Linked DNA regions of Mus musculus: regions 2, 3, 4 and 5 are each linked to region 1. A link is a contact called in public promoter capture Hi-C data. All regions are on one chromosome and are shown on one strand. The core of a region is the stretch at or near the end of the contact, and the rest is flanking DNA. Distances in the headings are between cores, read along the strand shown. Region 1 holds the start of Pign (phosphatidylinositol glycan anchor biosynthesis, class N). Region 2 holds the start of Serpinb7 (serine (or cysteine) peptidase inhibitor, clade B, member 7). Region 3 has its middle 25 kb from the start of Vps4b. Region 4 overlaps Vps4b (vacuolar protein sorting 4B). Region 5 overlaps Bcl2 (B cell leukemia/lymphoma 2).

Region 1 (5,966 bases), core at 2,427-4,926:
AATTACATAAAAAAATCTGATGACATTACTTTGAGCAATCTTATACCTCCACAACAGGACTAGCAGGTTTTAAAAACAAACTGACTTGTAATTTTTGAAATGGGCGAGACAATTGGGAAGGCTACACCCATGCTTACAACTTTTATTCTCCCTTAGGCTGAACCATGCATGCTGTCACCAGAAATATCACATGCAACCATGTAGCTAAGTTTCTTGATCAACAAACTAATTTGGCCTTCTTAGACTATTTGATTGAGAATAGTTGATAAATGTGCATGGATCTGGTTAATATAGAAACTCACAAATGATCAGGGAATATCAGTGGAGTGCAAATGAGAAAATTATACCATACACCCCTAACCCCACCAATGTCTTTCAATAGGCTGTTGCAAAAGAGGGGCTCTGAAAGACCCTAAGAGCCAGAGGTTAGTGAGGACCAGAGCAAAAGAGTGTCTTTTGGACATCACCGGAATGTGGCACCCATGAACTCACAGCAGCTAACCAGCACAAGATCAAGCCAATCAACAATGAGCAGGGAGGGACTCACAGGTCCACACAATTACCTGAGGAGCCAGGGAGACAGTTGGTGGCTTCTCAGGAAGAGTCAGTTCTTTAAGGGCATGGCCTATGGTAGAGTAACCATGCTCCAGTGAATGGGCTCACATCCTTGAGTATATGGGTACCATATAGGACTTGGTGGGTTATTTAAAAAGAAGAGAGGGAGACATGAAGATGATGAGTGAGGAGTTAGGGAAAGAAACAGAAGATAGATATGATCAAAATATAGTATTAAGTTCTGGAAGATTTTTTAAAATTCTGTTAAAAAACATTCTTGGTTCCCTGTGGAGGCTTAGCTGATGATCCTGGATTGCTTTAAATCACATGCATTGTGATTGTCTTAACTTTGAGTTTAATGCTGCAGTGTGACTACCTGGATGAAATAGGAGTGATGCTCCTTTCAGATCATTCATATCCTCTCACCTTAACACAGTGCAATGTTTTCTCAATTCCTCCATTACGTTATTCTTTATCACCTCACTTGCCTTTTGTGTTAATTGGCCATTTTGAGTGAAGACCTACTCTGATTACTTCACTTGATCATATACTGAAAAAAAAACTTAACTTTTGCTCAGTTGTGTCCTGAAGCAGACATAATATATAGCTGTGGTAAAAATCAATATTATGATAGAGATCTAGGTTCAAATATTAGATCTGCCACTTAAATGATAAAATATAAAAAATATAAAAAGTCTTCATTTCCCAGTTAGTAGTCATGCCGTCAACACTCCCCCTCATTTCTGAAAAATGAGAGAGCGGCAAGAACTCCAAGCTAATAACTAAAACGAATCAAATACAAAAACCAAACAAACAAAAAAACCAAAGAAACCCTAAAGGCTATGATGTAGGTTAAAACTAAGTCTGGGCCAGGCGGTGGTGGCGCACGCCTTTGATCCCAGCACTTGGGAGGCGGAGGCAGAGGCAGGTGGATTTCTGAGTTCAAGGCCAGCCTGGTCTACAAAAGTGAGTTCCAGGACAGCCAGGGCTATACAGGGAAACCCTGTCTCATCTTCCCCCCCCCCCCCCCAAAAACAACTAAGTCTGGGATGTACATAAAGTAATATATATATAAAATAAGTGAAAATTTGAGTCCCAGTGAGATAGTTTGTCAGGTGACAATGTTAGATAATTTAGACATTATAAAAGAAGGAAATGTGCTTAGGATTACTCTGATAGAGAATTCACCCTTCCCAGTGTTATGACATCAAACTTTAGCAACTTCAAGCCTCTGGTATCATGCAAAAGTATAGACATTTAGAAATCAATCAGGCTTATTTATTAGTAAATTCCAGTTGGGTTCACAGAACCAAAGTATTAGCATTAGTATGGAAAAATTTGATGCCTCTTAAAGATGACAGTGAGAATTCTCATTAAAGCTTATATATAAATAATGACTAGGCCAGTGATTACTCTGCTAAAAATGAATGATTGTAGCAAGAAAAGAAAGAAAGAAAAAAAAAGAAAATAAGTGAGAGTCACTTATTCAGAGAAAAACAATCCTTCCCAGTGCTATGTTGAAAAGAAAGCTGGTAAAAGATCCTTGGTCTGTTTGTTCCACAGCTTTCCTGTATACGGAATACTATTGAAATTGGGGTAGTGAAACTGATTTCAAACAGAAAACATTCTATGAAGCAGACACATCTCATTTCCTTCTTTTTATTAGCATATATTAATGATACAAAATAATGGAAAAGCAAAGACAAAAGATCTTCAGTGGATTGAACTTCAGTACAGAGGGCTGACATTTCCTGTTTGTTCTTTTTCTTGAGTCAAAGAATTACTAAGAAACATTTTATTTCCTCGTAGTGTGATTCAACAGCCTGGGGAAAAAAGGAAAACTGCCTAGAGAAAAATGCCCAGGCAATAAGGAAGCTTTCTAGAGTGCCATAATACTCAATAAACTGGAAACCCTGATGTTATAGGTCCCAACACCAACGGGGAGCCAGGAGCTGTACAACACCTGCCAAAGATCGGAAACCAATGCAAAGAAGAGCTACAGCAGGATCTTTCTGTTTGCAGTACACAGGACACCTCGCATCTCACTCAACATACTCTCCCTTCTCAAGACGACCCTAGACTCAGTACCCGCCCACAATCCCCTTCAGCTGCACTCCAACTCTAATCCCCCATCTGCAGGTGTGACAGGCGACGCCTACTTACTGAGCTGTCCTCCGCCCGACGTCGTACTCGGTTCCCGACCTCCAGCGCCTCCGACGATGGAGGCGCCAGGGATCCCGGGCGCCCCCATCCCTGGGGGGGTCCCACTCTGCCTCTCGAAGTTGCCAGGATTGGAGAAGTAATCGCGCAGTCGTGGTAGCTCGCGGCCGCTCTCCAACAGCTCGGTGTGCAGCTCCAGGGCGGTCAGCAAGTATTGATCGCGCAACAGCTGAGCGGCGATGGCATCGATTGACAATCGGGCAGGGGTCTCCCCGCTGCCCCCCGGAGCCGCCGGGGCGGCGGACATCTCCACAGCGAGCCCCGGCCGCGCGCTGCTTCCCAGGGCCATGGGGTCCTGTGGCGACAGGGAGCCTGCAGAACCAGGATCTAGGCCGACCCCGGCACCCAGCCGAAGTCCTGCCCGCCGGTCCTCGGTTGCCGCTACCTCGTCGTCGTCCTCATCCGAATCACTGAGGAAAGGATTTACTCCGCTACCACTGCCACCACCTCCGGGCGCCATCGCCGCCATCTTATTCTGTCAGGAATGTGGGTGCTTCCCTGCTTGGCCCGACAGGCCCTCAGCCTGAATCCCCGTTAGGTCCCGAGAGCCGCCGACCACCTAGGCAGCCCAGGCCGACCGCACCTCTCCTCACCTAGAGCCTAGGCCGGACTGGGAGGCAGGAGCCCGGTATGCAGCAGCACCTCCCGTCTCAGCCGCTGCTGCACCAGTAGCCGACTCTGCAGGCGTCTTCCTGGTCCCTAGTCTCGCGAGAACTGGCTTGGTCCCATCTTCGCCCCGCCCCGTCCCCGCCTCAGCCCCACCCACCTCTGGCCTTGGAGTGGCAAGATCGAAGGAACCGCTCCAGGCTCAAACATAAGACCCCGCCCACAAGCTCTCGAGGATTGGCTGGAGTTACAGGACCTGGCCAGAGAGTTATCGCGAGAGCAGCGAAGGCCTGGGGCAGGTTGGGGGCGTTCCCTGGAGCAGTAGAGGTGGAGGTCGCTGAGGGGTACGATTTGGCTGTGGTTTTTGAGGGTTGAAGGGAACCCTCCCGACATCTTTCACCGCCCTGGGTCCTGCCTTCGTTCTGAGGAGGTCCCGTTCCCAAGACTGGGCCTGAGCCGGATAGTTCTCAGGTAAAGTCCCGGGACCCTTGCACTTAAGGTGTTCCCACGCCCGCTTCTCCCTTCACGCTTCAGTTTTTTGTCGCTGTTTGCTGTCACCGCCCAGATAGCAAGTGCTCTGAGCAGCGGTCAGAATCTGGCTTCTTTGCTCTTCCCTAGTTTCCCAGCCATCTGCTCTCTCCCCTGGAGATCTGGCGACGGCATGGCCTCCTTGTGGTTAAGGAGGGCGCCTTCCCGCCCCCTCCGTCCGGGAATAGGACTTAGAAAGCTGAAGGGTGCAGATAGAGCCTGGACGGAAGTTGCAACATTTGAGTTTCGAGATGCCTTTACACTCATCTGTGAACAGCCTGGTCTTGGACGACAAACTAAGTAATATGTAAACCCATGGAAATTAACATACACTTTACATCAAAGGAACTTTTCAAACTATCAGCGCTATCTCTTCAGTACAACTAAGTTGTCTGGGCCGCTTCAGTGGCCTGGTCATGTCCACTGCACTAGGACACATTCGTTGGAACAAGTATCACCTATCTTTTGTCCAAAACCATTCTTTTCCACAATCCCCTGAAACCTTGCTAAGTCCATTTAGGCTAGAATCGAGGTTTTCTTTATGGATCAATCAAATTTTAGCGATTTAAAAAATTGTACTCTGTAGAGAGATTTGATGGCCTTTATGAAACATTTAGCACATAACTATACTCGTAGGTTTGGAATATCATTTATCCTTTATGCTATTCCTTGATTGTAGTTTGAGGTGATAAGAAGTTTCCCTGTCGCTATTAGACTCCTAGCCCTCATATCTTCTATTTTGTTAAACATAGAATGCCACTTTTTCCTGGTTTTAGAATTAAGTTCTTATTAACACCAGGTCCTAACAGACAACAAAATAAATAGCCAACAGTGCTAACCATCTGCTCTGATATATATAATGAAGTATCTCCTTTATCTTTGTGGAAAATAAAAATAGAGCATTGTTATATGACCTCAGGTCTGGTTACCGGTTTACATGTAAAGTATCCCAGCAGTTAAGTGTAGGTTTTAATTTCAGTTTAATCAGTCTCACAGGAAACTAAAATTTCATTTGAATGAGGCTCTGAAATGCTTTCTTTGGTTGGTATTACTATATAGTTATTATTTGGGCTTTTTAACAGGAGCTTTTAAAGTATGTTACATGTGATATGAAGGTGGGAGGGGGAATACTGGAGGTTGGGGTGGGTGGTTTAAATGAGCATAGGAGACCGGGAGATGGGGAGAAAGTTAGCCCAAATAGTAAAAGACCATAAAGACCCTTGCTACATTGTGAAGCAATTTAAAAATAGTGTTAGTAGTAAGGATTTTTTTTTAAATAAGACTTTTAGCTTCCAATTCGTTGGACTAAATGCTGTACTGTGCTATTTATTAATGAATCTGGAAAAAAATCCTCAGTAACATGGCAATAGTATAGAATGAGCAATATTTTAATGTTTCACATTTCTTAGCAAAAGGGGGTATCAGTTCTAACTTTGATATTGTCAAAGAGATTAAAAATGTAACCAAATTTTGGAATGGAGGATTAGTGAATGGCATGGGAAAAACATGAGCAGAAATGTGTATTTTCTTCTTCTTTGTAATGGCGATGCTTAGAAATATACTTTTAGGGTGCCTGAGGAAAACTGCTCTTAAAATAATAGAAGGGCACATCATATACATATCATTTATTGTGAGACGTTGAAAATGTTTGGACCTAAATTCTCCCATCTTCTCTTACATTCATCTGCCCAGAGAGATAATGAAAGTACATAGAATTGTGAATGTTCTTGCCACAGTGCCTGGTAGCTGGTTGGCAGCAAATGTTAGTGTGGTCAGTGTCTTAGTTAGGGTTTCTATTCCTGCACAAACATCATGACCAAGAAGCAAGTTAGGGAGGAGAGGGTTTATTCGCCTTACACTTCCACATTGCTGTTTATCACCAAAGGAAGTCAGGACTGGAACTCAAGCAGGTCAGAAAGCAGGAGCTGATGCAGAGACCATGGAGGGATGTTCTTTACTGGCTTGCTTCCCCTGGCTTGCTCAGCCTGCTCTCTTATAGAACCCAAGACAAACAGCCCAGAGATCGTCCCACCCACAAGGGGCCTTCCCCCTTGATC
Region 2 (5,966 bases), core at 957-3,456, 1.8 Mb before region 1:
ACTCCCTGTTGGCAGTGGACACTCAGTGCAAATGAATGGGATTGCTCTTAGAAATCACCTTAACAGCAAACACATAGGAGCTCCATCCAGAGCTCACAGGAATATTGTGTCCGTGGGAACATTTTAACACACTGACATGGTGGCGGCTGAGCCATTAAAATGAAACTAAAAGGGTTTTAGGCCAGCGGAGGCTATCAGGTTAAATTTTACTTCAAGTTAAACCCCAATTCTCCCATTTGGTTACAAATGTCTTGCTAATTTACACTTTTTAGTTAAAAAAAGAGAGAATAATTTCTGAGTTTTCAACATTATTCTTTACATTCCAAACAATAAAAGCTTTTCTTTTCTAAACTTTTGGTCAACGTGGTAATGTTTCACAAAATGGTTATTATATCAAAAAGACAAGAAAACTAACACAGGAATTTTCTCATTTAAAAAAATTAGTGTAACTAATTTCATTGAATATGATGGATTTCATGGCATCCAAATCATACTGATAAAAAGTAATTACAGAAAACGATGAGCCAAGACATTCCCAGACAATAATAAATCTTGAAGTCTTAACTTATAAAATGATGGATAGCCCTAAATACATTTAATCACTCTTACATTAACAGGCTCACGCAGGTTGAAATAAATTCCAGAAAAATTATATTTTGCATAGTTGATTGGTGTACTGTATGTTCATTAAATGCAAGCCCCTCTCCTCTTTGTAGAGGAGACCTGCATTCCATAGGCAAACAGACAACTTTACTTAAGGCTGACTAGGGGAATAATGCTATGATGTCCCCTGCTGAGAGATGAATAAATATTAGCATCCAAAGATTTTTCCTTCTTCCTATAAAAACTTTGCAGCAACTTAAAAATAAATATGTAAATTGCCAATAAAAATAAACAATGTTTGGAAAATCATCAACATATGCCAAACACTTGGTCCTTAGTTATGTAACTAAGACAGTTGTAAAGGAAAGTAATTTGGGCTCAAGCCACATAAGATGCCACTACAGTGTCACCCATCATGTTGTGACAAAAAAAACTAAACAAAAACAAAAGCAAAAACAACAAACAACAAACTTTTTAATTACAAAAGAATTTGGCTACAGAGAGGAAAACTTAATGTAATCCCCAAACCATATTCTCTTGTTTCTTCCATAGACTAAGTTTTATATAAAATTACAAAATAGTAAGAAACGTTTTCTAATTTTAAACTTAATACAAAGTAGAAAATTCTCATGAACATTCTTAGTTCTGAAATTTCAGATGAAAAAATCACAGCTTTGGTTAGCTGTGAACTGTTTCAACACTAACAACATTTTCTGTCTCTCCTCTGGTGTCAATATATTTGTGTCAAAACAAGAGTAAAGCAACGACAAGAAAATACAGGTTTCACCAAAGCTTTCCTATAATAATCTAATTAAAGTATCAAGGAAATTATTTTTAAAATGAAGCACAAGAAAACTTACATATGTCACCTTCAATAATATATAGAATACAATGACTCTGATTTGTGGCCCTTGGTTGATAAAATATATGGTTTGGCTTCATGGTAAAAGCATATGTAATCTTAGAGTAATTTTTACTATGCAATAAAAATTAATTGCTCCTAATAATTAATTACTAGCAGAAAGCTTATATAATTACTGCATTAAATCATATATAAGAACAGCATAACTATTAAAGGAATTTAATTTTTGTCAACAGTACTCCAAATAATATATTATAAGACAACTACTGCTCTCCAGAATTATTCTCAAACCTTTCTATTTATTTTAAAAAGTGCTAACTTTGATGAAGTTTTATCCATATGACTGTCTTACATTATGATTGATTCTATTTTAAAGCATTGGTAAATTCCGACAAATAGTGAGTGACCTAAATAGGAACACACAAAATAAAAAAGCTAGATTCATACATATTTCCCCATTTATCTTTTGGAAAAAAAAATGAACATAAAATCTTGACTGATAGCTGATCTCCCACACTGTGGTGAATGTCATTCTCTGTGACGCTAGTCAAAGCGAATCGGGAGAAGCCATAAGCCAGAGAGCTGAAGACTTTTCGGAAAGCTTGATGCATTTAATGTCTCATGCACCAAAAAGAACTGAAGATTCACTCCACCCCCTCCCTCTCAGCTTTACACCGTGGACATCTGAAGCATTTACCTTACTCTCTTCATAGAGGAAGTTGCAGCTGGTTGGGTGAGTCTGGAAGAGTTCCCTGCATTACTCTGAAATATAAAGCCTCTGACTCAGACACTCCCTGTTTCCTATTGTGATGACCACAATAGTTTAAAGATAACTCCATTCAAGTGAAATTATGCTCAAGCAAATTGAAGAAAATTTGTAATGAGCTATAATTTCAATTCAAAGTTGTCAGGATATGTTCTCATGAAATTGAATGATTTTAATATTATTATAGCATATATATTTTAAATATGTATATAAATGACATGAAACTTAGTGGCTCGTCTGTGATATTGCTGACTTCTCTATTCCTCTCCCCTTTCAATTTTAGCAGACAACAAGGAAGACAGCAGAGTAACCCCCCTTCAAGGGCTCATTTTCTACAGAATTGGGAACCAGGGAATCTGTACCTGAGGATGAGGGAGCTGGCTCTTTCTGGAGAAGCAAGCTTATATTATTGATTCTGGTTGACCTCATACATTATTCCTTGTATTCTAGAATTCCTTTCATTTTAATTGTATGGCATAATGCAAATATTGAATACTTTTGATCATTCAAGATTCTCTAAAATGAATATCTTCTCTGACTAATACATTGAACATATGGGGAAAGGCAGCTGCCATCATCATAAGAGAAATAAGTCAGTGATAGGAAAACAGAAAACAAACAGAGATAAAGGTAATGTGTGTCATCATCATTGACATCATAAAACAAAGACATGCTGTGAAATGTGCCATAAGACAACTGCTAGAGCATCTGGGGATAGGTTGCTCTTGGTTGTGATAAATGCTGAACACTGAGGTAAATAAAAGGTAAGACATATTCCTCTAAAGGGAAAAAGATGGGGCTTTAGGGAGTGTTATGAAAAGCAGAATAGTCAAGAGATATACTATGATTTCATGAGAAGAGATATCTAAATATAGTCTCAAAAGCAAAAGACAAAGTTGAGTAATTTCATTCAAAGCTGAGTAGCATCAAAGCTGAATGATGGTTAGATATTCAGAGACAAGAAACATGGCTCAAAGCAGCTGAGTGCTGTTGCTGGCAGTGAGTGTGAGAAGAAGCAGGGGGTGAGCCAAGTATGAACTGCTGTTTCACATGACAAGTTTGCATCTGGGCTCCCATTGCTTGGACTATATGTAACCTGGAAATAAAATAAAGAATAATTTACTACATCTAGGGTTACATTCCAGCTGGGCAATTCTACTAGCTGTGACCTTGAACCAGGTTAAATTTTTGTGGCTAAATTTTGCATCGATTAAATAATAATTCAATTTGGTGATGTAATATAAAATAGCATCTTGCCTATAGTCTAAGCCCCAATAATTTTAATGTCCCCTTTCAACCTTCACCCCCACCACAACTTTGCCTTTTTAAATAGTATGCTCATTACAGTGACATAGTAGTGTATAAAAACACTGTATTATATAATATACTATACTAATAATTTATTGTATTATACTTATATTAATAACATAATAACATTAATAACATTGATATAACATATATTATATATTCTATAATATTATATATTATAGAATAATATATTATTACATTGAAAGTCTTGATGACTTCGTCCATTCTTAGATAGTACTTTATTTCACTACTAAAGCCCAAGTAAATAATATCCCTCTGCTGGATAGTTTAACAGAAGGAAAAAGAGGTGGCTGAGATGCACAGAAGATACTGTTGGAGAAAAGGATAAGGCTCACCAATCTAATACAGTGGTCCTTGGACTTCCTGGTCTCAGCATTCTGAATTTCATCATTCTAAGGCTGGACATTTACAAAGACTCATCCACATCTTTGAGGCATAAATCTTTTCAAAATACCTCAGCTTACCTATTATATTTCCAAACCATGCTAAAGATAGTCTAAGTTCCCCAATGATGCCATTATTTTGGTGACTAAACTCTCTTCAACAGGACACAAGGCTCCCATGGTACTAGTAGAATTGAGGCTTAAAAATTAAATGTTTGCCACTAAAATATGCATACAGTATGATGTCCTACAAAAGCCCAATCCATGAAGGGTATATGTATGAAAATATTTCTGTGAGTGGACCTGCTGTTCAGAAGAAACAGTTGCCTTAGTCTCCATGAGTGGGAAGGAGGTTTTCTTGAGTGCAGAGCTGGCACAGAAGTGTCAGGAACCCTGGAAGGGTTCTTTCTGGGGAGTTATGTGAATATATCGAGAGTAACATTATATTTTGAGTTATGACTCATAATGTTTAAAATTGCTACAAGAAAATAAGGAAATATATCCAACGTATGTCCACAACTCAATGTATGTAGCTGATTAAAATTCTCATTTGGATATAAAGTTTTATGAGAAGGTGAGCTGGCATCCTGGACTAAAAACAAAGAAATCGTAAGGAGGTTGCAAAATAAAGCTGAGAGGGCTGACAGCGATGGCCAGCTATGGAGACCCACAGAGCTCCTTTCTGACACCTCAAATCTGACACCTCAAGGGTAACTGCTACTCATACATGCTCACTGCACTACCAGAAGAGGGATCTTTCCAATGAAGCAACCTAGAGAGCTTTTATAACTCTGAAGATGGCCTCTGGCCATCTACAACTGGAGTGAGATTCAGTAGTGAAGTCATCTGCCACTCACAAGAACGAATAAGAGAGGCATACTTGAGTATGGAAAACAACAAGGTATTTACAACAGCATTCCTACACATAGAAGCTTTGATGATGATCACACTCATTCACAGGTAAAACATCTCCACCCTCTTCTGTACTCTCCTGTGCTAAATTTCTATGCCCTGAACTTAGGAAAAGAGCAAGAGGGCGGAGGTGACAACCTTATTTACCACTATTTGATAGATCAAAGTGACCATATATAACCAGGTTTGTTTTAAAAAAAAAATCGAAATAGGTCTTAAGGCTGTCCCTGGGTGCAGGCTCCATGCACCTGCTTACTGATGATTAGATGTCACTTCTGGGGTGGATCTTCCATGACTCAGAGCACACCACTGTCCTCACAGAAGTTTACGAGCATTAGTTTTCCACAAGGTTTCAAAATAGCCTGTGATTAAGATGATCATTATGTGGTTCATTCAGTTTGGGTGTGAATCAGATGTAAGAAGGTAATTTTTCCATCTCTACTCTTTATAGTAAAATGATTTAAATATAATAGTGCAAATAAATTAAGATAATGGTGTTCATTAACCCATGATTTAACATTCTCGTCTATAAGAAGGCAATATTGATACTAAAAACAGCTGTGATTCCGAGTTTAATTTTCAATTTTATTACATTTGGCATTGATTTCTTATGGCCCAATTTTTTTCTCACCCTATTTTGTACAAATTTGCCTGCGGTAATACTCTAGAACAGAATTTAGCACAGCATTTTTATCACTCATTAAACTAAAATATTCCTTTCTACTCCTAACTTGGTCTGGCTTCTTTTTGTATCATTTTCTATCTTCCTTACTCCTTTTTCTTTGCGACAGCCTGTAATTTTCCAGAGAAGTATCTGTTGAGTTTATTATTGCTCTTGACCTCTCTAGATACTTCCCTCAACTAAGAAAGTTTCATGTAGCCTGAAACTGGGTGAGTTAGTTCATTCTTGTCTTTCTGCCAGCCTGTCCTCCACCCTACTGACTGGCAATGGAAAGCCACACCACACCATCCAGACTTGCCCTGCCATCCTACAGACTGGAGTTCACTGAGAAGGATTTAGACCCTGAAAAGTGACCATATCTACCCAAAGTGTCCAGTCAACTGCTCACAGCTCTGCCTGTGGAACATGCCATACAGACAAGGATGGCAA
Region 3 (5,966 bases), core at 1,351-3,850, 1.2 Mb before region 1:
TGGAGATGTTTCCTCAGTCATAATGATGATGCCTCCTCCTCCATCTCCACCAAGTAGCAGCCTTCCCAAAGTTAATGCAACTTGAAGAAAGGAAGAGTGGAAGGAGGAGAGATAAGGGAACGGTGCGTTGACACTGTCCAAAGCACAGTAACAGGGCCCTTAACACAATCAATCGCATCTTCTCACCTTCAACATCCCACATGAGGTTTGATGAAAAGTAACTTGGGATGCTCAGCAACAGAGGGCATACTTTATAGGATCAATCTTCACAGCACACCGTAGATAACACAGCATGGCTCATGACAATCTTTATAGAAGCAGTAGGATTCTCTCCATGGTACTGCATTGCAGGTTTTCAATAGCTTGGTTGATATGGGGATATCCACAAATTAAAATGTGTACATACATATATTTCTTGTTGTGCTTGCTGAGAGGACCTATGAGAGAAGAAACCTGTGCCAACGAGTAACGAACGTATCAATCTCTACAAAGAGATTCAGAAGAAATGAATAGTGAAGAAACCAGTGAGGTTAAGAACAGATAATCTTCGAAAAGCCAAAAAGTATCTTAAAAAAGAATAGAGGTGAAATGGGGCACAGAAATCATCACACAGATGTTCTCCTCCACCAAGCTGGGACCAACCTGATCATAAAACTCATCACAGACTATGCCGGGGCCTAGCAAACACAGAAGTGGATGCTCACAGTCAGCTATTGGATGGATCACAGGGCCCCCAATGGAGGAGCTAGAGAAAGTACTCAAGGAGCTAAAGGGATCTGCAACCCTATAGGTGGAACAACATTATGAACTAACCAGTACCCCTGAGCTCTTGACTCTAGCTGCATATGTATCAAAAGATGGCCTAGTCGGCCATCACTGCAAAGAGAGGCCCATTGGACTTGCAAACTTTATATGCCCCAGTACAGGGGAACGCCAGGGCCAAAAAGGGGGAGTGGGTGGGTAGGGGATTGGGGCGGGTGGGTATGGGGGACCTTTGGGATAGCATTGAAAATGTAAACGAGGAAAATACCTAATAATAAAAAATAAAAATAAAAAATAAAACTCATCACAATAATAGGTCATTAGCCACTTTTTCAAAGAGGGTGTGCATCCCGCACCATCACCCTCGATCACACGTCACAGCACTCATTATCAGAAATCACAGACTGCCATCTTCCAGATCCAAGCAGAAAGACTTCACAGCTTGTTTTTCACTGGTCTGGTTCTGGTCCTGCCTATCAGTCAGTTACTATTGTCGAGTATATCATCAATAGAGTACATAGTGAAGCTCCTTGAATTCACAGTTCCCTGCAGATAAATGAACTCTCAAATGCCCTTTCAGAAACATTAGGGCAGCAACTCTCACTGTACAGTTGAAGCCACAATCACATAATTTTTTTAAGGCTTATTTTTATTTTAAGTACATTGTAGCTCTCTTCAAACACACCAGAAAAGGGCATCAGATCTCATTACGGGTGATCGTGAGCCAACATGTGGTTGCTGGGATTTGAACTCAGGACCTTGGGAAGAGCAGTCAGTGCTCTTAACCGCTGAGTCATCTCTCCAGCACTCCATAATCACATTATTAATAGGCCACAGGTCTTCATTGATTTCAACATAGCTGTCTTAGTTAGGCTGCCCATTGCTGTGAACAGACACCATGACCAAGGCAACTCTTATAAAGGAAAACATTTCATTGGGGATAGCTTATAGGTTCAGAGGTTCAGTCCATTATCATCAAGGCAAAATCATGGGAGCATCCAGGCAGGCATGGCAGTGGAAAAGGAGCTAAGAGTTCTACATCTAGAAGACTGTCAGCTAGGAGGATCTCAAAGCCTACCCTGATAATGACACTACCTCCAACAAGACCATACCTCCCAACAGTGCCACTTCCTATGAGCCAAGCCTTTTCAAACCACTGTAGTCACTATTTTGAAATTTATTTTCACACATCCATAGTACTGATTTATATTTGCTTAGAATAGAAAATATGGTCTGGAGAGAGGACTTCAGGGCCAGGAGTGATTACTGCTCTCCTAGACAACCTCAGTTTGGTTACCAGCACCCACAGTAAGAAGCATCCAATCACCTGTAACTCCAGCTCCAAGGGATCTGACACAGTCTTCTGGCTGCCATGAACACCTACAGTGTACATACCTACACACAAACACAAACATATACACATAAATAAAAATAAATCTTTTTAAAAGGGAGTTCAAATCATTTTTTATTTATATGTATTTTAATATGGGGGTAAGAAAATATGTCTTCTCATTTAGTTGATGAATAATCATAGGAATTTTAGTTTGCTATATATAATCATTTTTAAATATCATTGAAATATTCCATAATTTAGAATTTTTACATTACCAAAAGGTGTTTTTTCCTAATAAATACCAGTGAGGGTTTGCACCTCTTTTTCTAGGCTGTCGTTCCTCTTTACCCAGTCAAACCTAGCCCCATAAATATCTAAGAAGTTCATTGATTTCCTCACCAGACAAGACATTTGGCTGCGTAATGCAAATGGAATTGGACAGGTTCTCTGCCCAGGGACTGGGCATAGTTCCAAGTAGAGTTTGTTTCCAAAATGGCAACCCTAACAGGCCCCTACATGAGCATCTCAGTAGGCCAGTCTCCAAGAATGAATGCCTCTCTGTTACACAGCGCCCACACTCTATCTTTGGTAAATCTTGAGAGACTCATACTTTGGGGAAAAAAAGGGGAAGAATTATGGGACACTTAAAAATAGTTGATATTTCAGGTCCTTGGCCACTCTAAGTTACTGAATCCTAACCCTGAGGAATAAATTGTGAATACTTGAATCTGTCATCATGGCATGGGCCTTACCTCAGGGATACATTTTATGTTGCAATAAGAGAGAAAAAGCACATAAGCACACATTTTTAGAGATCCATTTACATCTCACAGAACTAAAGCAGAACAACGTAATTCCCAGGAGACTCTTTTAAACTTCCTCTCGGTGATGGCTCCCTAGCTGTTTATTGCCAATGAGTGACATAATTGCTATCTCATTCTGACAGCACTTTCAGAGAAATTACTCAGGTTGGCCCAACAGACAATCAAGACTGGGAACTGGGGGAGAGTGAAGTTCCTGTAAGGTACTGTGTGTTTTTATTGTATTGTCGAGTGTCTAGGCATTTATTCAAAGTTGAAAGAACATTTACTACTCAATAATGAAAGCAAATAATTGTAACCACGCAGGTTTTCAACCTCAATTCCCTTAATTGAATACATGGGAAAAAAAAGAATAGAAATCATTTTAGGCTTGCAATACAAACCATCCACAGGACAGAAGGTAAGTCTTGTTTTGCCCTGAATCCTCCATCTCCCAGCTGGGTTCAGCTCCTGTGCCTTCCAGTTCTGCCTCCCAAGCATTCTAGATGCAATACCCTGGCCCTGACCGTTCCTCTCCCCCATGCTCCCGTCTTCATTCTGAGCAGCTCTAGCTCTCTGTGAACACTCAGAATGGACTGTCTGTATGTGTGTGTAAAACAATAATTGAGGAAGAGGTCATGAACTTTAAAGGGGGTGGGGAATAGAAGAGAGAAGGGAGGTGTGGAAATTATATAAATATGGCATTCTTGTATGAAATTCTAAAAAAATAAATAAAATAAAAGTTACCCTCGTAAGTGTGGAGCGATGGTAACCTGGCATGAAAGTCTATGATGAAATTTGGTAGAGTAGCTTTACTGGCTATTGGCATTCTGTGGCTTGCTTGAAAAGGCACCTACAAACTCCCTAATGTATAATTCCTTTAACTCCTTGCCTATCTCACCTAATTTATAGTTCTTTTAGCACTCATCAGTCCAGTCATAAACCAAGAAAGCAGATGGTTGCAGTTTATCATAGGAGAGTAGTAGGACCAGAAGATGCATGCATTTGTGTAAGCACATGGAAGGAGCAGGCCTGCGGGACAGGAGGAAGGGTGAGAACGTGGAAGAGGCAGGCTGGGAAGGAAAATAGCCAAATCCTTCCCATCCAGAATGAACAGTGAGTAGCTCAGCAGTTCTCAACCTTGCTCATGCTGTGACCTGTAATATAGTTCCTCATATTGTGGTAACCCCCAACCATAAAATTATTTTTGTAGCTACTTCATAACTGCAATTCTGCTACTGTTATGAATTCTAATGTAAATATCTGATATGCGGATATTACTACCCACAGGTTGAGGACTGCTGAAGTAAGTGATGGCTGGAATTTAATTACCCACAGGCAGAAACAGAGCATGTCATTTGGACACATGAAAGTTCTATGGCAACTGGTCAAATGTGATGAAAGACACTCAGAGAAGAGGAGAGGTAGAGAGAAGGAAGCCACACAACTCAGGCGACCCTGAGAAGACTAGGAAAAGCCAAAAGCAATTACCTAAAAGCTTTACTTTGAAGGTGGCAAGGCTGAAGAGATGGCTCAACATTTAAGAGTGTGTGCTTCTCTAACAGAAGACCCAAGTTTCAGCATCTCCATGGGTTGAGGGATGTCATGAAGGGAGGAGTAGGGTAGGGGAAGGGAGAGTGTGAGCAGTTTACCTATAACACCAGCTCAACTCCAGAAGGAGCCTCGGGTCTCTGTGCCCACACATTATAAGTCAAATAAGTCTTCGGAAGTGGTACGATATTCATTCTATGTGGATGGCATACTGTTAAAAAAGAAGCCCTTTTACAGGTGGATGCGTGCAACTACTTTTCCAAATATGACAAGAGCATATTGAACAACCATAGCTGGAAGTCTCCTGCATGTGTAACTTCCAACTTAGTTAAAGTCTACGTCCGGGTTAGTAGACAAAAATAATTCCTACAGTTTCTTTTAATTAGACTCAACAAAAGGCCTTGAGAGAAAAAGATCTTCAAGATCAATAAGAAACATAACTAGCTTCATTATATTTATTTTAATCCACTATATACTTTATTTCATTTATGCAAAGGCTGTGGCTGCTGGCTGCAACCATGGGGAGGCTTTGGAAAGAGAAATGTAGGCCCATCCAGCAGACAGGTACCTGATTCCCAAAGCCATGGTTTTACTCGTGATCACATGCTTCAGTTTCCACAAATGCAATGACTGGCCCAGAACGTGAATGTCTGGGATGTAGCTCAGCAACAGAGCTCCTCTGCAGAATGCAGGAGGCACTGTGTAGTAGTCCAAGCATCATAAAAACAAGAGAAAACAGAAGCTTGACTGCTTAAGACTCTGAGTAGGTAACGTCACACACCTTCCAGATCCATGATTGAACTCTCGCTCCACCAACAATGATACATCAAACTTTAGGTTCTCGGAAGCCAGTGTATCAATGGATGGTGGGCCATTTCTAGCTTGACTTTGGACCAATGTGAAATGTGGATGGTAAGTTGTAAACCTATGAATGGGGTATGCCTTGCACCCTGCCCTTGCTATGCTAAGTTCTACACTGTCCAATATGGTGGCTGCTAGCCCCAGGGACTACTGACCACCTGGATGTGGCTAGTCTTCACTGAGATGGGCCATGTGGAGAAGTCTCTACAGCCTAAGAGTGTAAATAACTTCTCTCTTCTTATTGTGACACAATGTTGGGACGATAATGCTCTGGTAACATTAGGTGAAATTGGGTGAATATCATTGGAATTAGTTTGTCTCACTTGGTTTGTTCTTTTGGCAGTGCTGGGATGCAACCAAGAGCCTTACAAATGCTCTGCAAAAGTCCTACCTCTGAGCTACACTACCAGCTGCTTGGTTTTACTTTTTAAAAATATGTGGTCTTTCCAGGCATGGTGGCTCATGCCTTTAATCCCAGCACTCGGGAGGCAGAGACAGGCGGATTTCTGAGTTCGAGGCCAGCCTGGTCTACAAAGTGAGTTCCAGGACAGCCAGGGCTGTACAGAAAAACCCTGTCTCGAAAAATCAAAAAAAAAAATAAATAAATAATAAAAAATATGTGGCCTTTAGAAAATTTTTAGTTTTAAATTATGCTCATT
Region 4 (5,966 bases), core at 1,629-4,128, 1.1 Mb before region 1:
AGCCAAGTAAAAATAGTAATTACGTATAGTACAGGATTATTCAGAATGAACTCATACTAAGAGCATTTTGTGTAATGTTTATTTTGAAAGATTTTAAGTAGTTTTACTATTTTGAATTTAGAGAATTATGGTAACCCTTATTTTGTATTATGAATCATTACTTTTCATCACAAGTTCAGAATTCAGTCTTGTGAGATGTGCTTTTATGCTTTAAATTCCAGACATAGAAACAGCCAAAAAGGACTCAAAAGTTGTGTGAGAAAGACTAAACCCCTCAAGATTTGTTCCCTGACTATTTTGCTTCTAATTTTAGTTTTCAGCGTATTATAGATAGTCTTCCCTTGAGGTAGGTAGGAATATGTGTGCGCATGAACACTTAAGTATGTGTGCATTTTACTCTGATCGAATTCACCCTATCTTAGTATAATAAAGACTATCCAGCTAATCATCTGGGATTTTTCTAAACCTGCTCATTTCACATAGAAATTAAGCTTATATGCTTTACATCATCTGTGTAATTTCTTTTATTTTAAGATTTGAGAAACGTATTTATATTCCTTTGCCCGAAGCCCATGCCCGAGCAGCCATGTTTAGACTGCACTTGGGCAGCACTCAGAACAGCCTCACAGAAGCAGACTTCCAAGAACTTGGGAGGAAGACGGATGGCTATTCAGGAGCAGATATAAGTATCATTGTACGGGATGCACTTATGCAGCCTGTGAGAAAAGTTCAGTCAGCTACTCACTTCAAAAAGGTAAGAAGCATTACTTGACCCTGTCGTGTACTTTTTAAGTGAAACTTCAGGACTGTCCCTGGCTTATTTTCCAAAGAAGCTGAAATGGCTTCAGTGTTGTATGATAATGTAATAAATATATTCCTGCTGCATTGAAAATATTTTCTCCAGTGAACATTATTTATGGTCCTAAAGATTGTGTTTTTTTAAGAAGTAATGTGAGGCATTTCTGAGTCATTCTGGTGCAAGTGCAACAGCTCACATGGATGAGAGGCTGCTTTGAGCATAGCCAGAGCAATTGGGAGCAAAATCTGCTACATTTTCACCACATCATAAAAGTAGATCCAGTACATGCTTAGCCTGGCCTTTCTCTGTCCACACTGTCCAGCACTGTGTCAGAGAGGAAACAAGAGGTACAGTGTTAGCAGTGAATCTGAAACTTGGGTGCTAACACACACAATTCTGTGTATTGTAGTTCACAGGGGCAAAGGTATGATGGAGTGTATTTCAGAATCTGAAGTCAGGATTGTCAGCCTTTTCTGCCTTTCCCATATGAATGAATTGAGCTATCTGATTCGGGTACCAGTTGATGAGAAGATTATAGTCTTACTATGTAATTCTTGTTGTTGTTTCTTAAATGGAGATAGCACTCTTTGAAGAATTATTGTAAGGATCTTGTGAGATAATGTTTACACACAACACTAATGATAGTAGCTGACTATTCACTGTGTGTTCTTCTCAGCCATTTCCTCACTAACGTGTAGTGCTTTTGTACAGTAGCAGCTTGTTAGAGAGAAATGTGGTTCAGGATTAAATATATGCCATAGCCATCATATTTTCTTTTTAATTCCCTTTGCACTTAGAAAATAAATTCTTAGGACCTTAGACTTTTCTTACCTAGAATTTGTCACTCATTTCTACATTTTGGTACCAGGGACCTCATATGTGAACATGAAGCCAGGTCTTAATATCATAAAGGCTAAAGCAAGCATAATTTTTAAAAACCATAATTAGTAATGTATCTTAATTGTACAGATTAGTGGCTTCACTGTGATATCTGCATCACACATGGATAGTGTTCTTTATAATCTAATTAGCTTTAACACTAGGGTTTTGGATCACCATCTGCAGTAGATATTCCCATGTTTCCATCCTTCCACTTTTGAAACTGTTACAACTAAAAGAACAGACGTATTTGCCTGTTTATTTCAGTTATCTAACATAGTAAGTCTGAGCCCAGAGTCAGTCAGGATGTAATCAGCCAAAAACAAAGACAAAAATCCCTGGTCTCATGCAGTTGAGAAAAAAATATAGATATAAACTTAAGTGTGAGTGTGTACACAGTAGGTTTGTACACAGTTAAGGAAGCCAGGGTATATTTTACACCTATTCAGTCTTGAAATAAAGGTGATCATCATGAAATAGACTTGAAAGCAACCACCTAAATAAATATATGCTACTTTGTAACAAAGGGTTGTTTTCTAGATATTGCTAAAATCTTGCTTTAACTAAGTTACATTTCATGAAATCACATAGACATTATTAAGCATGTAATTTTATTTCTGTCCTAGTTTTATATTGCTGTGATGAAACAATATAACCAAAAGCAGTCTGGGGAGGACAGGGTTTGTTTATTTGGCTTACAGGCTGATGATACTCCATGGTAAAGAGAAGTCAGAGCAGGAACCTAGAAACAGAAACTGATGCAGAGACATGGAGGAGTGCTGCTCAGTGGCACTCCTTTCTAGAAACACAGGACATCCAGTACAGAGGTGATATCACCCACAGTGGGCTGGATCTCCCCACGCAAGTCATAATCAAGAAAGGATCCATGGACTTGCCTGTAGGCCATCTGATAAAAGCATTTTTCTCAATAGAGATCCCTTCTTCACACATGATTCTCCCTCCTGTCAAGTTGACAAAAAGCCAACTAGCATAGTATGTATATGTCTTCTTAGTTTCTTTTCTATGCTCTGAAGAGACACCATGACCAAGGCCAAGACAGCTTATAAAAGAAAACGTTTAACTGAAAGCTTGCTTGTATTTTTTAGATGGTAATTCCATGACCATCATGGTAGGTAGCATGGCAGGAGGCAGACAGGCACGGCACTGGAGCAGTAACTGAGAGCTTACTTTTTTTTATTGGCAAGTGTCAGGCAGAGAGAGTGTGACCTGGGCTTTTGAAACCTCCAAGTCAAAGCTCAATGACACACTTTTCCAACAAGGCCATACCTCCTAATCCTTCCTAAGCCCTCGGCCACCTGGAGACCAAACCTTCAAATGTGTGAGACTGTGGGAGCCGTCCTCATTTAAACCAGCACACATGGGATTCTCAAGTTTTTGTTAAGAGAGAGACCTAAAGATTGAGTAATTTAAGACTAATCCTACACAATATCTCAAGCTTTCTTTCAGGCATGGAAAAGAGCAACTTGGGAGAGTTTTGTAATGTTTGTTTTGATCTATAATGTAACTACCACTTAATAAGCATTACAGGAAGAATAGGGTAGCTAGAAGGAGCTGTTTCTTTTTCAAAACTTTTCTTTTTAACCCTAGTTTATTTTTCCTTATATATTCTATTTTTCCTAGAGTAAATATTTTAAATACAATCTAAAAATTAATGTATTTTGCCGAAGACTATCCCCTTTTTGGGTTTCCTATCTGCATGGAATGGGTCTCTAGTTGCAGGTGGACAAGGAGTCAGTGAATGAATGACAAACAGAAGCGACACACGAGATTCTGTAGAATCTGAATGCAATTTGACAAATCAAGCATCAGACTTTTTATACAGAAAATAGGGAAGTTAGGTGACATATCGGCCAGGTACAAATGAGATTACCGGATTCTTATACAAAACAGAGGAATGCAAACATGGAAGGACTGGCAAGAACCAACTGGGATAAAATTCAGTGTTTAACAACTGGGATCAAAAACAGTTCCACCTAAGGTCCACTTAATCTTAGAAGCCAGGGTCAAGGGTCGTTTCCATGAACTTTTCGCCTTGGAACGGTGCCCAGGTTTTGGGGGCCTGTCGCGCTTGTCACTGCTGGAGTGGATGTAGCAATATTTTTAACTTTTCTGATAGTGACCGGAATCTTAATTCTTATTTCATTTACTCAGATGAAATCAAGTCACTATCATTACAGGTTCGAGGACCCTCAAGAGCTGATCCTAACTGCATTGTAAATGACCTGCTGACACCCTGCTCTCCGGGAGACCCTGGGGCTATTGAAATGACATGGATGGATGTTCCTGGAGATAAACTCTTGGAGCCAGTTGTTTCCATGGTGGGACATTTTAAAATTTTATACACTTATATGTCATTTCGTTTCTATAGCACTAGAGAATGTTATGATCAAGCTCATGTATTTAATACTTGAAGAGAATTGTAAGTATTAATTTTGTTTACATGTAAAAATAGTTATCTAAAGGTGTGAGACTTGTGTTAATGAAAAGGTTGTATTTTGAAAGCACAATTTGCTCTGACTTAAGTCATCCACAAAATTCTCACATATATTGCACAAAATATTGTTAGGGCTTAATTAAAATATGAGTTTTGTCCTGAATCGCACATGTTTAAAAATAACCAGAAACATCAACTCTTGTGTGATAGTATTGATAAATAGTATTGTTTTGTTTTACTTTCTTAGGCTGCATAGAAAGTTTAAATCATGGAGTTCTTTAAATTTTTAATTGAAAACATTAACCTTTTTCTCAAATACTGTATAAGACTTTGGGAACATTTTTTTTTATTGTGTGTACATTTACATTGTAGAAATTAAAGTAACTTCACGGTTTATTTTGTAAGGTGTATCTTTATAGAAGTGTGGTGCTGCAGAAATCTGCTTGGTTACTGGTGAACACCCAGTGTCAAACAGCTTTGGCCTTAGCTGCCAGTTTTCAGAGTGCTTTGTGGTAGGTTGGACAGGAGCATTAAGAGAGGAGACTGATGTGCTAGTGAGCAGACATAGTCTGCTGTGTGTGTGTGTCTGTATAGGGACACAGACTCAGTGCTTGTCTGAGTACTCAGAAGTCCCGCTTACTGCAGTACTTCCAGATGAGATTATTGTTGTAAGTTTTATGTTCTGTCCTGATTTGAAGAATTCAGAGTAACTTACAGTGGTTCCTTTTTTCATTTGTGATGTAATTTTATAGGAAACGTTCATTTTAATGACTTTCTGATGTTAGTGTATTTTCACCATTTCACTCTTAGTTTTAACTTTAAAAAATATTCTCATTGCTGTTCCATTTAAGTACAACCAAGTGACTTATAGAAATATATTTTTGTAGTAATAAGGAGTACAATTTAAAAAGGAATATAGTGATACTACTACAAAATGCAGTTTATAGTTTTCATCAGAAGGATTAGAATAATGTAGAGGGTTTTACTATTATTGAATGCTAATAGTCTTGACTTTCAGAATTCGATACTTCAGTTACAGAATTCCACAGAGACTGTGCTAAATTATCAATTGCTTGTGCAATTACCATTTTTCTTCTGGGTTACACTTGGTGTGAAATAGACCTCTTGTTGAAGATAAAGAGTTAGACCAGGAGTGAGATGGTGGCTGGACTATGGCCTGTCTTTGTAGGAGGTAGTGAGCATGGTAGGTAACGAGGAGGAAGTTGCTGCTAGGAGCTCATAACACAGCACATTTTCCTAGGCAACTGTAAATTCACAACGAAGAAGGACATTTATACTGTATTGAGTCCATTGTTAATGACCTCTTTCCTTTCTCTGACAGTGGGATATGCTGCGGTCCCTGTCCAGCACAAAGCCAACAGTCAATGAGCAGGACTTGTTGAAGCTGAAGAAGTTTACAGAAGATTTTGGCCAGGAAGGCTAACACAAAGACAGCAAGAACATGTTTATGCTGCATTTCTTCTCTTTTGTAGGTATTTTGCCTTTCTTGGATGACATTCAGATTATTTCCAGCAAAACTCGTTTACCCAGGGAAACATACATGTCACTTGAGTGTTCCTAAAGTCTGTGTTGTCCTTTTCCTTCACTGTCTGTTAAATTCTCTAATTCACAAACATTGTCGAATTGTAAGGAAAGCAACAATGGTATGAGGAACAGCAGAGTGGGGACATCGAGGAGCCTCGCCCGGCTTCATGGACAGCAGCTAGGATTCTCATGAGTACTTGTTCAAAGAGCAAGGCCTTTTTTCTTTTCCTAAAAATGAAATTGAAACGGGGCTAAAGCTAATGGTATATAAATGTCTTGAAAAATCTT
Region 5 (5,966 bases), core at 1,333-3,832, 1.0 Mb before region 1:
AATGCAGAAGCCAGAGTTCAGAAAAAGAAATAAATAAATGAAATGTACCAAAGTGAAGTTCTCTGGGAGCCAGTTAGCTCTTTAAAAGGACCTAAAAATGAACTATTTCATGATTGGAACCTGGAAAGATCAGAAGTAGGGTGAGGAAGTGTTTCTAGAAATTTCCATAAGTCTAATTAAAGCATATTCCATTTGGAAATGCAATTTCAAGTATGAAATAAGATTTCAAGTTGCCCACTATCATTTGATCCCCTTCCCTTTTATGTTAGAATGTGTATTAGAGGAAAAATTGCCTCTGCTGTTCCTCTCTGTATGCTTGTTCCATGCCCCCCGGACAAACATATCCACTAAATGTCCAGGGTGTTCGATGATCTTTATGTTGCTCTTCTCCAGAGTCCGTTGTTCTTTTGCGAGTGTACATTCAGTGCATTGCAGTCATGTATCCACCGCCTTGTGTAATACCTTTGCTTTGTGGCCATCTCTTCAATCTCTTTTCACCCAGGAAGGGTGGTCCTAAAGAATTCTGTGCAGTCATTTGACTTGCTTGCGAGAATACATGAAGCAGGTGTCAGCTTCAGTGTGCAGGATTTTCCAACCATGACTTTTGTTATTCTGCGTAGCACCCCGCTCTCTCTTCACAAGGCTGAAAAAGAGAGTCTTGCTGAGTCTTATGTTCAGGGTTTGAGCAGAGTACATTTTGGTTTAAAATGTTTAATGGCTTGGAGAAAATTTCATTCTGGACATGGTGCTCTGTGCCGGAGGAGAGTGTTGATGTGCTATTAGACCTCATTCCCTTCACTGCTATTGGGTGATATGGAGATGCTGCTCTGAGACTCTGGCTAGCGGTACTGAGTGAGGGCTGACGCTGCCCAGCTTGAGCATTGCAGGACTCTTCTGCACTGCTCTCTCAGAGCATGTCCTCAAGAGGGAGAGGTTGGGGCCTCCAGGTCTTTGGGCTGAAAGCTAGCTAAGATGACTTGTCAATAACAGAGGGAAGGACATCCATATGTTTACTGCATCCAGGAGAACCCCTAAATTCCTTCCTTAATCCTAGGAGTATGAGGGTGCTTTAGTGAGTTCTGTGCTACAGTTAACCTTGCTGACAGCCCTGCCTCCTTGCCTGTTGTACCCAAAGACTTCAGGTGAAATGCTACACCTTCCCTTCATGTTGTTCTCATAGTGAAGAACCATCTATGTGAGCTGAGGGTTAACACGGTCCAAAGACTGTTTCATACAGTCTATTTACAGAGCACCTGGTTGGCTCCATCACACGTGATTATTTTCTTTCTCTGTTATCACAATCCAATGCCTAATTTAAATTGCTCAGAATGGAAGCTTTTCTGACAGTGTTTTGATTGGATATTTACTTTACTCTATTAGATTGACAATTTTAAATTACCAGGATAATTGTATATTTTACCATCTAGAATGGGACTTGTGAGCCCAACCATGCTAAGAAGTTTCTAGCCTTCTTGGACTCCATTGGAACATCAGTTCTAAGCAAGTATCCACTTCCCTAAGCTATCTTTTTTAAAAGTATTATTTTAAATTATGTGTATGTGTGTGACTCTAAGGTGGGTATGCACAGGTGTCCATGATGGCTGGAGGCATGGGATGCCCCTGGAGCTGGAGTTTAGGAAGTTGTGAGTGTAAGTGCTAGGGAATAAACATGGGTCCTATGCAAGGTACATACTCTTAACTGCTGAGCCATCTCTTCTGGCTCACCATAATCCGTCTTCTAAGCTTGCCTTTGTCTAAGAATATAAGACCTCAGGAAAAGGCACAACTGGATGCTAGTCCTGTCTCCATCTTCCTGACACAAGAAAGAGATGTACCGAAAATATTCTTTCAGCAAATATTTCCATTTTATTGAAAACAAAACAAAACAAACTACAAAACCCCAGAGAATACTCATGGGTACACAGGACCGTGTTTGGTCGGGTGACAAGTAATTAGCTTCAACCGGACTAGGTAATTCTACGTTGCTTTACCTCTGCAGGCTTGGGCAGATGAGGATGTGTGTATTTCTACATTGGATTAGTGCTCTTCCATTAAATAGCAAACTCCCAGCCACAGCTCTAACTGTCTTGGTCATGACCCCAAGGGCAGGGCTGTGGATTAGTGGATGCTTTCTGACTCCTGGTGTCCAGGGCTCACAATATTCTCTTGGAGAGCAAGAGGTTGCTCCACCTGTGTGAGGGCAAATAGCCAAGTAGGTAATAGTCCCACGTTCTCCAGATTAGCAAGAAGATTGATCATTTTTTGGTAAAAGAAAATGTCGATTTTTAGAAAGTTGTTGCTTGTTTTCACTTTCAACCTTGAACTTCAGTCAAAAGAATAATTCATTCTGGGAACATTTTAGAAATTTACTGACACACGAGTGGAAACCAAGCATGCCTGTGTGCCTCAAAGGACTGATACTGGGAGGAAATCAGCTTCCTCTTGCTAAGGAACTCTTGTGCTATGGACCTTTTTTTTTTCTTTACACTTTTCAACTGAAGCTAAATTAGGCCACAGGAAAAGGATGGTGTACCTTCAAAGAGCCAGTGAGGCTGGTGTGTGCTTTCTCTTCGTGGCAAACAGCTGTGGGTGCCAGTGCAGAAGTGAAGCTTTTGTTCCATGCAAAGGTGGGAACGTTGGTGCAGAGACTATATCTCTGCTGTGGAGAAGTTCAGTTTGTACATGTGAGGAGCTTTATCTACACCTCGGAGGCGTTGAAATGTGTCTGTAATGAGCTGGGAAAAGAACCGGGTGGGATGCGGGTGGGTGGAGGAAGCGCCCACCTACACATAGCCGGTCTCGGCCCTCCTTTGTGTATCTGCGCTGACTAGGTTTGCCCTTTTCCATTGCCTTCTATGAAACAGAGGCTCACCTTGAAGCGCTGGGTTGTTTTTCTCTGTTCAGTGAAGCGCATCCTGGCTTTAGGAGAGGAGAGCTGTGCCTGGAGGCAGCCGGTGTTCGCTCCTTCCATGGCTCTGGCTCTCTCACAGGAAGTTCCCACCGTGGGGTTGGCGCTTACTTTTTTCCCACACTGCACTGCTGCCACTGCCCTTGTTGTGAGTGAGCTGAAGCGGCGCCTTAGGAATTCCTTTTTCGCTATGAAACATATGGGAACGAAGCTTATCTTTCTAGTTTTAAAGTATTCATCATCAACATCATCATTTGTTATGAGGATGAGTGGGAACACACATGGTGCAGGGGAGGGCTTGTACCGTGGTGTGCAGGAGGAGGTCAGACAAGCATTTTGTAGAGTCCATTTTGTCCTCCTCTCTTTACATGGTTGTGGGAGTGAAATCAGGCCACCAAGCTTACTCAGCATCAACCTTTTATCTACCCAGCCATCTGGCTGTCCCCACCGTTTCCACTTTCATATGCTGGATAACTGACTTGGAAGTTTCCTGAACAGTACTTACTTGGACTCATTCCCCCGACTTCCCATATTCTCCCTCTGACTCTCTTGTGAATGGTCTCCTCCACTCCCATAGCTTCATTCATTATCTCTATTTGCAGCTGATTCTGCACGTTCTTGTTCATGCTATTTTCTGATGACCCTTTCTATCTGGCGTCCTCGTTGGCAACTGGAATTAAACATGCTGTCAACTCTTCAGCTCAGCACTAAACCCATCATTGTCCCCCCAAAACCTTTCTCAGACTCAGCACCTTCTCTTCATGTTACTGCCATATTCCTGATGTCCCCGGCTCAGCACTGGCCTGTATGTTGCTCTAGCTGCCCATGCAGGGAGTCAGGAGGGCCCGCTGGCATCTTGTCCCAGAGTCAGGAGGGCCTGCTGGCATATCTGGACATGTCTCTGCATCTACTGCTTTTTCACTATCCTGCAGCAACCACCAGTCCTAGCATGAGCTTGGATCTTCATAAGCCCACTGTAGCTCCTCCTTATTCTAGTGTATCTTATGTCTTCAACAGATTTGCTTAAAATTCTTCTTCAGAATTTTTTAAGCACCATCTCTTCTACCAGATCAAATCTTTTTTTTTATTTAGGTATTTTCTTCATTTACATTTCCAATGCTACCCCAAAAGTCCTCCCCCCCACTCCCCTCCCCCCCCCACTCCCACTTCTTGGCCCTGGTGTTCCCCTGTACCGAGGCATATAAAGTTTGCAAGATCAATGGACCTCTCTTTCCACTGATGGCCAACTAGGTCATCTTCTGATAAATATGCAGCCAGAGACACGAGCTCCGAGGGTACTGGTTAGTTCATAATGTTGTTCCACCTATAGGGTTGCAGTTCCCTTTAGCTCCTTGGGTACTTTCTCTAGCTCCTCCATTGGGGGCCCTGTGATCCATCCAATAGCTGACTGTGAGCATCCACTTCTGTGTTTGCTAGGCCCCGGCATAGCCTTGCAAGAGACAGTTATATCAGGGTCCTTTCAGCAAAATCTTGCTAGTGTGTGCAATGGTGTCAGCGTTTGGAAGCTGATTATGGCATGGATCCCCAGGTATGGCATCTCTAGATGGTCCATTCTTTCGTCTCAGCTCCAATCTTTGTCTCTGTAACTCCTTCCAGGGGTGTTTTGTTCCCAATTCAAAGAAGGAGCAAAGTGTCCACACTTTCATCTTCGTTCTTCTGAGCGAGGTAACCCAATCACAAAAGAACTCACATGATATGTACTTACTGATAAGTGGATATTAGCCCAGAAACTTAGAATACCCAAGATACAAGATACAATTTGCAAAACAAATGAAACTCAAGAAGAATGAAGACCAGGTGAAATCTTTACTATCTGTGGTGTGCTGCCTACGCCTGCCTTTCATTTCAATACACATGAAGCGAGTCCAGCCCCATCCCAAGTCCTCTGATCTAGGTGGTCCTTTCTGGAACCCAGCTTGACACCTCGGTTTTGGATATTTTTCCCCTTTTTTATATCTCAGAAAAATCTTCTTCTGTCTAAACACTCTAAAATTCCCATCATTTCTGACATAGGAAAACATGGTACTGGCCTCAAACTCTTTGTCTCAGGGACTTCCAACCTTGCTATGGCACCCTGCCAAGTGTGGTCACATGATGAGTGATATATGCAAATGCTTTCTACACATTTAGGTGTAAAAGTATCCTATTTGCATATCTATTACCGTGCTTAGGCTACAGATCTTGGACATAAGTGTTCAGAGACATTCACTAAATGATGTGCAGTAACTACCAGTTTTTAACTTTACCTTCCTTCCTTCCTTCCTTCCTTCCTTCCTTCCTTCCTTCCTTCCGTTCTTCGTTTGTTCTACAGTTATATAAGCCTACATGTGTCTTGTACTCTGCTAAGCATGTGAATCCATTACTTTGGCATGCTGACTAGAGGTGCACACATCTTTTTATTGTTTTAAGACCTGCCATATTTTCCAAAGACCCTGCTTAGCTCTTAAATAATAAGCAGTTATTTTAAACGTTGCCTGTGTTGTATCTCTGTAGCTTATGTCTGTGATTAATTTTGCTTCCAAAACATTGTGTCTTCTTGATAGCTTGAGGTTCTAGTTCATAAGATTGGTATATCTTGGTATATCCCCATGAGTGGCACTTGAAAATATTGAAAATTGTACTCCATTTTTGTGTTTGTGACTACTAAATGAACTAATTTTCCAAGTTCCTCTGAAATATAGACAGTCTCCTAATTCCAGCCCAAATTGCAACATGGAGATATTAATTAACAGTCAGCAAATCAATGCCTGTATTCCTTTGGTGATTTATACTATATTATAAAATAAAATCACCGAACAGAAGAGCAGCAGATTAGAACTGCGATGAATAAGAATGGAAAACAATTACTTTTTAAAGTTTGGTGTTTATTTACTGACAAGGAAGGAAAGCTGTTTGATTAGATGGATGGAGATAAGGTAGAGTTGGTGGCAAGGGCAGCGGTGGAGAACATGCAGAGAACTTGTCCTAGCTCAGGACCATTCTTCATATCACCTTTGTGACTTTGAGTCTCAGTCTCAAAGCAAAGATAACGTAGAAT

The links. Promoter capture Hi-C pulls out the DNA fragments that hold promoters and counts their contacts.
Region 2: a contact with region 1 is called in a promoter capture Hi-C map of pre-B cells, with 2.6 times the contacts expected there. The contact joins the promoter of Serpinb7 here to the promoter of Pign in region 1. A contact is called at or near these places in 2 of 39 promoter capture datasets (the HPC-7 cell line and pre-B cells).
Region 3: a promoter capture Hi-C map of pre-B cells shows a contact between it and region 1. The contact joins the enhancer-like site here to the promoter of Pign in region 1. A contact is called at or near these places in 15 of 39 promoter capture datasets (the 3T3-L1 cell line, 3T3-L1-derived adipocytes, the C10 cell line and 10 more), 4 of 115 datasets of contacts at active chromatin or transcription factors (astrocytes, embryonic forebrain, large pre-B cells and 1 more) and 2 of 9 other capture datasets (adipose tissue and liver).
Region 4: a contact with region 1 is called in a promoter capture Hi-C map of liver, with 4 times the contacts expected there. The contact joins the enhancer-like site here to the promoter of Pign in region 1. A contact is called at or near these places in 12 of 39 promoter capture datasets (3T3-L1-derived adipocytes, the C10 cell line, the HPC-7 cell line and 7 more), 3 of 484 Hi-C or Micro-C datasets (CD8 T cells, olfactory sensory neurons and uterus), 8 of 115 datasets of contacts at active chromatin or transcription factors (T-cell acute lymphoblastic leukemia, astrocytes, embryonic stem cells and 3 more) and 1 of 9 other capture datasets (adipose tissue).
Region 5: a promoter capture Hi-C map of the HPC-7 cell line shows a contact between it and region 1, with 3 times the contacts expected there. The contact joins the enhancer-like site here to the promoter of Pign in region 1. A contact is called at or near these places in 3 of 39 promoter capture datasets (3T3-L1-derived adipocytes, the C10 cell line and the HPC-7 cell line), 1 of 115 datasets of contacts at active chromatin or transcription factors (large pre-B cells) and 1 of 9 other capture datasets (liver).

The regions. Positions count from the first base shown.
Region 1 is chr1:105,661,386-105,667,351 of GRCm38.p6, reverse strand. It overlaps Pign (phosphatidylinositol glycan anchor biosynthesis, class N), which reads left to right and starts at 3,676. Exons shown (of 31, transcript NM_013784.3): 1 at 3,676-3,852. Relch (RAB11 binding and LisH domain, coiled-coil and HEAT repeat containing) reads right to left here and starts at 3,491. Exons shown (of 29, transcript NM_173187.4): 1 at 2,719-3,491. The coding sequence starts at 3,244.
Region 2 is chr1:107,418,929-107,424,894 of GRCm38.p6, reverse strand. Serpinb7 (serine (or cysteine) peptidase inhibitor, clade B, member 7) reads right to left here and starts at 2,206. Exons shown (of 8, transcript NM_027548.3): 1 at 2,163-2,206.
Region 3 is chr1:106,819,140-106,825,105 of GRCm38.p6, reverse strand. No RefSeq gene overlaps it. Among named protein-coding and RNA genes, the nearest start is that of Vps4b, 25 kb to the right of the region's middle. Within about 2 kb of position 2,600, at least 26 of the 459 cell types and tissues checked have an H3K27ac peak or open chromatin away from gene starts, as enhancers often do. A contact at or near this core is called in adipose tissue, where this site is marked.
Region 4 is chr1:106,772,058-106,778,023 of GRCm38.p6, reverse strand. It overlaps Vps4b (vacuolar protein sorting 4B), which reads left to right. Exons shown (of 11, transcript NM_009190.2): 9 at 535-754; 10 at 3,877-4,017; 11 at 5,476-5,966. The coding sequence ends at 5,577. Among named protein-coding and RNA genes, the nearest start is that of Kdsr, 15 kb to the right of the region's middle. Within about 2 kb of position 2,878, at least 6 of the 459 cell types and tissues checked have an H3K27ac peak or open chromatin away from gene starts, as enhancers often do. A contact at or near this core is called in liver, where this site is marked.
Region 5 is chr1:106,684,952-106,690,917 of GRCm38.p6, reverse strand. All of the region lies in intron 1 of Bcl2 (B cell leukemia/lymphoma 2), which reads left to right. Among named protein-coding and RNA genes, the nearest start is that of Bcl2, 26 kb to the left of the region's middle. Within about 2 kb of position 2,582, at least 64 of the 459 cell types and tissues checked have an H3K27ac peak or open chromatin away from gene starts, as enhancers often do. A contact at or near this core is called in the HPC-7 cell line, where this site is marked.